2 separate regions of the Zea mays genome follow, and region 1 is linked to region 2. Evidence: chromatin contacts called from public Hi-C data. All regions are on one chromosome and are shown on one strand. The core of a region is the stretch at or near the end of the contact, and the rest is flanking DNA. Distances in the headings are between cores, read along the strand shown.

Region 1 (3,520 bases), core at 524-3,023, 460 kb after region 2:
TTTTGTTATTATTTTATTCTGGTTGCTGATTTCTTGGTCTGAACAGTTTGCGAAACTTGTGGATCACATCAAATTTGATCATGGCTACACTTCCAGCAGCCCTCCTGTCATTAATGTAAGTTCTCTAGACAAGATATTTTGAATTGGCAATGTATGTTGTGAACCGTTAATGGAGGCCTGCTATTTGAATCTAAAATGCATTGCAGTTGCTGGAAATCATACAAGAGTTTGGATCCATTCAACGTAGAGCTTTCTTGCAATTTATAACGGGTTCACCTCGGCTTCCACCAGGCGGCTTGGCTGCACTAAATCCAAAGTTCACAGTTGTTCGAAAGGTCTGTTTTTGTCGTAAAGCTCTCGTTTATGTTTCAGTTCGTTTGAACCATCTTTTGCTAACATTGTGATGTAATAATAAACAGAATAACAGCAATGATGTTGATCATGACCTGCCGAGCGTGATGACTTGTGCCAACTATCTTAAGTTACCTCCATACTCTTCAAAGGTTTGACCTGTCTGCGTATCCTAACTTAGTGGAGTTTACTAGGTTAATTTTTTCAGTATCATTAATGGTTTGAGAGATCGAAAGGACATTAGGTGGAATAGATTGAGATTGGACTTCTTATATCATTTGGGAGATTGAACCAATATTATAAAGTTGTCTGACTAATCACGATTAGTCAGGCTGATCGATGCCATGGCGATCAGCTTTGCACTACGATTAGACACGATTAGTTGAGCTGATCAGTGCCATGGCAACTAGGATTGATTAGACAATTTGATAACATTGGATTGAACTTCTTATAACAAACAAATCAGGCGAAATAAATTGAAATTAAACGTCCATGTTCTCAGGGTATCTCAACGTCAAGATCTCTCCCTCCCAGCCAACATAACCAAAAACAATAAGCAGCCAACATAGCTACCAAAAAAAGGCTAAAAATTATGCAAGTCAAGTTTTTTTTGTGTTGATTCATAGTAAAAAAGTGTTTTGAACGCTGAACTTCTCACTCAGCAAATTTCCGCGCATTTGATGTTTAGCTATGCTTTGTTTGTTTCGACCCATGAAAGTTTGCTTGTTTTTCCTGTAGGAAAAGATGAGAGAGAAACTCCTCTATGCAATTACAGAGGGCCAGGGATCCTTCCACCTATCTTAACCAATAAGCGATAATGATACTTCGCATGCAACAGGAGTTTCTCTTTGTAAGTATCTCGTAGGAAAGGAAAACACGGTGTAAATGTGGGTGGTTCACTGCTTATTTTAGCTGACAGCACGATCTGGTGGAGCTGATTTTAGGAGAGAAAAAAACGGCTACCGCTCTTTGTACATACTAGGTTTCAGGTGTGATCAAGCAGATCACTAGTGTGCCTAGTTCGCTACTCTTTTGTTCAAACTTTCGGTGTACATATGCGTGCCTGCCTGATAGAAGTGCCAGTGCTATCTTTCATTGTTCGTTGGTGTTTGCCTTCTTAAGCGTCGTTGTGTGACTTATGGCGAAATATGTGCAAATTATTTGTGGATTTCATATGAACAATGTCTGATCCGAGCGTGAGGAATTTGTGCTTTTGGAATAGGACAGTGCCTTTTCCTTCGGTTCCTATAGTGGCCTGTCCCTTATCGTCCCTCATCGATCAGACATTTTTCGTGGCGATTGCTCTGCTATGTTCCTGTTGTTATCTTTGGTTCTCAAAAGTTTCTTGTGTGTGCGAGAGGTGGCACACGAAGGCACCAGAGAACCGGTGAGCCGGGTCGCTTCCAGATGCAGCCAAGTCCTGCATCCGTGCCAGTACCGTAGCCGTTGGCAACAAAAGAAGCCTTTGCGTGCAAATAAATGGCTCTGCCCAGAACCGCTTTTAAACAAAAAAGGAGTTAGGAATACAATATCTGATCTGAGGAACAAAAGAAGCTATAGTTTAATTGTATTCTTCTGTCCAAGGATAATACGCTTGTTTGCAGATGTCGCAACTCCTTTCCCTTCAAAAGCTTCCTTTGATTGATATCTAATCAGAAACCACTGTCTGGTGTGATTTTTATAGCCCTTTTCCGCTTCTTGAGCGGATCTTTCGGGCAAGTAAACCCGTTCATTGGCTGTCTAAAAGCTTCGCGAGAAATGAGTAACATGATGTCTAGGAAAGCTTTGGAGCTCATAGGCTGTTGTCGTCGTACCATGTGATTAACAGAAGAGCTAGCGACGCGTCACTAGCAAATAGGAAAAGTGAACAACTGTCAACTTAATGAGCTCCAAAATATAAGTTTTACCACTCCTAATTGTACCACATGGTTCTGCAACTCAGATGGTCTGCCTTTTCTAGAACTTTCAATCAGTATAAGAACACCTCATGATACAATAGAAATTAGTTCTTAGATACGTCGTGGTCGAGGCACTGCATAAGAACCGTGTACTTTTAGGGCTTGTTCGGTTATTCCCAACACACATGGATTGGATGGGATTGGAAAAAAATGAGAAGAAATTTGACTTGTTTGGGATTCAAACTCATCCAATCCCACTCAATCCACATGGATTGAGAGCTAACCGAACAAGCCCTTATTGTTTTTAAACTGGATGGACTTTATTTATGTAGTTTTATTTGCTGTAACGAGCTATGTATTTTCAGAATGTTTTCCTCGTTTTTGTATTTTATTTGAATTAAAAATCATGTTTTGTTGTGTGTATGAGTCTGTAAAAGAAAATCTGACGTGACGCTGATGAGGTTGTAAGCTGACTATAAATGTTATGCACTAAGATCCTATTTATTTCCTCCCAGGATTATATAATTCAGCTTATATATTATATAAGTATCTAATGTACTGCTTATGGATTATCATAATCTAGGTACCTAGAATATATAATCCACATAAAAATATATGTTGTTTGTTTGTCATTTAACTTATTTAAGTTGGATTATATAATCTAGAGAGTAAATAATCGGGGCCTAAAAAGTTGTGGTAGATAAATACCGGCAATAGTGGATACAGATTGATCGATAGTGGGTGGCAGTAGATATAGGCTAGTGATATTGGATCCAACCTAAGATTTGGATGCAGAGGAGGTAAGAAATACTATCATGTTGTGAGTCTTTTATTTAAGTTGTGATAACGACAGCTATAAGACAAATTTAGGAAAAACAGAGAATCGGAAACATCCACACGCTTACCCTCTAAAAAGTAATGTATGCATCGATATATTTACATGACATGAACAATGTGGTTCAAATTGCCACCAAAGCATATAACAAGTGCCACATTAGAGAATGGGTGTCTGTTGACATGTCATAACGCCCATTCTTTGATGTGACAATGACTTCGGCGCTCAGATTTGTTCATGAGGCATAGGGTGCTAGTACGGAGAGAAATGTCATTCCTTAGAACAAATAATTGGGTAACCTAACTTGAGTTGGACCCTTATTTTTTATTCAATGGCACTATTTTTTTAGTGTTTTTTTGTTTTCTATTCTAACACAAGTCCTCAAGTCATGTGATAGGCAGGGGAGGATTCAGGCCTATGGCCCCAGGTCCTACTC
Region 2 (3,761 bases), core at 1,142-3,641:
TTCGCATCAATAGAAATTCAGCACAGTGGTCCTAAGCAAGGCCTATATGTAGCACTCTTAAATCTTAATGGTACATCTGTGCAGATCACCCACACAAAAATGTACTCCCAGCTTCTAGATTCTAATGTATCATGATTACTACTGTGCTTTCTATAGACTGGCAGTCCCAGTGCAAGTAAACTGGGAGTAAATTACATTTTATATAAGAGAAGACATAGTTTGATGATGAAAAGCTTTCTGCTGTCCACCATGCACTATAGGTACAACAAAATCGACTAAAAAGTTGCAGTAGCAACGCAAACAAGTGAATCAAGTATTAAGTATACTACAGGTTCCCAAGTCTCAATCAATACACTAAAGTGCTAATCAGCATGGAGTAACCAATAAATGCATTCGTTGGGACAAAAACAAGAAGACATAAGCACGCTTACCCTCGTGGAAACCCTGAGCAGCAGAGCTAGGACAGGTCTGCACACAAGAGAAAATGTTACCAGTAGGATTAGTCAGCATTCACATTCCTCTGGACGCAAGCAAAATCTAACCTAATGCTGTGGAGTCGCACATCAGTGTCCAGCTACTTGTGAGAGCGCAATCCACCTCAAGGAGCATCGCGGGATTCACATTCCACAGTAGAAGCCTGACAACGGGAGCAAGGGGGCCAGGGGGTGTAACAACTGACCTTCTCGCGGTCGATTGGTTCGGGGCGGAGGCGCGCCATCGGGGGCGGACCACGGTGCTGCATGCGAGACTTACCGAACCCCAAAAAACAGGGTGCTCGATGACGACATCAATCTGGGGTGACCTGAAGGAGCCCGAGAAGCCGTCGCAGGGTATTCCTGTTCCTACCGGCAGCAGGGGAGGAGAAATCCGTGGGCGCGCGGTTGGAGCTCTCGGGCATCGCGCAATCGCCAACTCGTTGTACCCGAAGGCGTCGACGACGCAGTCGAAGTCGGTGGCTGGCGCGAGCGACGTCGCCAGGTGGGTGTTTTCGTTTACCTATCCCACCCAGATCTGGTAGGAGTAGCGAGGTTTGGGAGGAGGACATACCAGGGTCGAGGCGTAGAGGTGGCGCTCCAGCGGTGACCATGGCGAGGGGGAGGGTGCGCCCTGCGGCGGAGGTGGAGGCGATGGGAGGTCATGGCGGCGCGGTCGTCGTTGTCGGGGGCCGTGAGGCATCTATCGCGGCAGGGGCAGGGCCGCAGGGGACGAGCAGCGCGGTAGAGAGAGGAACGTGCGGGGAAGGTTAGGGATTGGGGTGCGGTCGTGCGGTGGAGGGGAATGGAGCGTGAGAGACGCAGATGCACGATAGGATACGGACGGTCCAGATTGATGGACGACAGAACGAGGGGAGGCAAACTACTATTGCTTACTTAATAAGTAGTAGAGATTATACTTGCTCTATAGCAAACTTAGTATATCTCAGTCCCTTTCTTGTTTGAGTGAATCTATACAAACTTGTGTTAGGAAAAACTTTTGTTCGTTGTGGTTTTAAAGTTATATATATATATATATATATATATATATATATATGCTATTTTAGTAGTGAGATATATGGTCTAGACATCTTGGTGAGACGTTCAAGGAAACCCTTTTTTAGTGTTTATATTTATACTATATCTATATGTGAGACAATTCTTTTATTTGTTGTATTTGTAAGTTATATGTGCTACTAACACAATGTTTGTGCGTTGCGATCGCTATATATTACATAGTTAGATTTTATTTAACTTGATCAGAGGATGACCTAACTCGTTGTCCATTGAGCCCGTTGTTCATTCTATTTATCCCATAGTTGTATTTTGTTTAACCTCGTCTGAGCACGATCTGGCCTACCGTTGTCAATTAAGTTCATTGTCCATTGGTTTCTCTTGGAGAGGTTTGGATAGGGTTAGGATAGGGAAAGGGAAATAGGATAGGATAGTTTGCACCAAAAATTGCACCTTCCTTGCATATATACATTTTATATATTAAGAGTTTTGTTGGGTCTTTAATAACTTAAAACCTATCAATCGTCATCCACCGCCAGTCTCACCCATCTCTTCCAGGCATCACCTCTTCGTCCTCTTCAGTCTCATAGTTTTTTTTTGCTTTATTGCTCACGTACATTGGTTGGTAAAAGCAAACTTCACTCCCTTGATGCAGATTCTTCTCTTGTTTAGCTAGCTATCCAGAAGATATAACTTATGCAATCAATTATATTGGTGTAAATGTGTAATTAAGCAATCTCGTGCATTCAATCGTAATATAACAGTGATTGCTATTTTATATTTAACCATTTCCACCTAAAACCTACCAGAATGGTACTAGCTTTTAGATAGATAAAAAGGGTCAATCAGAATCCCATTTTACATTTCTAGATGAACCTACCAGAATGTTTAATGTGATTCTGGCGTGACATGCACAGAGAAGCATTAGGAAAATACGACGGTGACGACTCACGACACGAGCATCAAAACAATCTCTACCCTCCCCGTGATGAGAGAACACAGAACAGTCTGTACCCGCTTGAGCTCGGGCCAAGAGCGCCGATACACGATACGGCAGCCGAGCACACTCTTCCCCTTCCTGACCTCCACTTCCTAGCTCGGCCCCGGCTCCGCATCTATCTATCTCTCGCCCTGCCGTCTCCGGAGACCGGAGCTGCTCTCACATCCCCACGCGCGCGCCCTCGACCCCGACCACGTCCCCCGCCCGCTCGGCGCTCGCACAGGTAAATTCCGTGCTCCCCCGCACTGATCCGCTCATAGGGTTTCGGCGCCCCGCCGGATCGATGAGAAACTCCGAGCTCCCCCTCTCGCTGACTTCCTGCCACCGCTGTTCAAGTCCTTCCAGATTCCCTCGTCCGGGGAGCGGCGCTGAGGTCTCGCACCGATGAGCTCGGGGGCCATCGGGGCCTCGGATCCTGGGGGTGGCGAGACGAAGCCGGTGGCGGGCGGTGACGTCACGACGTCGGAAGCTGCGGGCGAGGTGCCTGCTTTCGCCGCCGATGTGAAAGTGGAGGGGAAAGCTACGTTGGCGACGGATGTGGATCGTGAAGGGGGAGATACGGCGGTGAGCGACCCGCTCTACGCGAACGAGTCAGCTGGTATGGTTGGTGCCGAAGGCCACGGAGATGAGCCCGCGGAGGGCCTGGAGGCGGTGAATGGTGAGGAGGAGATGCTAGAAGCAGGAGCTCGTGATCTGCTCACTGAGACGGAGAAGAATCCGGTTCTTGTGGTACATGTGCCTGCTGCTGCTGCTGGTGGTGGTTCTGCCATTCCTGAACATGCTGAAGCCGGTAAGGAGACTGCTCAGAGCCCTGTGCTTGTAGGCGTGCTGCATATTGATGGCACCGTTTTTACTCATCAACATCTTTAATTATATCCCTATTCCATTTCAGAATCTAACAAAGTTGAAGATCATGTAAACGTGGAGCCTGGGACAAAGAATAATGAAAGTGATAATGGCATAGCTCATTTTGATAAGGAAATACAGAACAATGTGCCTGATGACATAGAGGAAAGCTCCAAGGAACATGAAGGTGATGGAGCACCTGTAGTTGACCAGACAAATAATGCATCTGAAATGCTCCCACAAACCGGAGAGCAGTTTCCTGATGTTGAAAATAGCACGGACAGCAACCTAGAGGCTGCTAGTCTGGGTAGTGTGGATCAGGGTGCTAGATACTGCCTGCCTCCTCATGATAAAGGCGGGTTTCAAGTTGCTGATCTTGTCTGGGGTAAAGTGAAAAGTCATCCTTGGTGGCCTGGTGAAATTTTTGA

The links. A called contact is a pair of places that touch in the nucleus more often than the background predicts.
Region 1: a contact with region 2 is called in a Hi-C map of leaf, with 3 times the contacts expected there. The contact joins the enhancer-like site here to the promoter of LOC103635772 in region 2. A contact is called at or near these places in 2 of 25 Hi-C or Micro-C datasets (endosperm and leaf).

The regions. Positions count from the first base shown.
Region 1 is chr8:120,446,863-120,450,382 of Zm-B73-REFERENCE-NAM-5.0, forward strand. It overlaps LOC103635779 (E3 ubiquitin-protein ligase UPL4), which reads left to right. Exons shown (of 17, transcript XM_008658155.4): 14 at 47-115; 15 at 207-335; 16 at 420-503; 17 at 1,090-1,551. The coding sequence ends at 1,155. Among protein-coding and RNA genes, the nearest start is that of LOC103635779, 15 kb to the left of the region's middle. Within about 2 kb of position 1,774, at least 6 of the 20 cell types and tissues checked have an H3K27ac peak or open chromatin away from gene starts, as enhancers often do. A contact at or near this core is called in leaf, where this site is marked.
Region 2 is chr8:119,986,927-119,990,687 of Zm-B73-REFERENCE-NAM-5.0, forward strand. LOC103635772 reads left to right here and starts at 2,392. Exons shown (of 4, transcript XM_008658152.3): 1 at 2,392-2,710; 2 at 2,833-3,277; 3 at 3,380-3,761. The coding sequence starts at 2,872.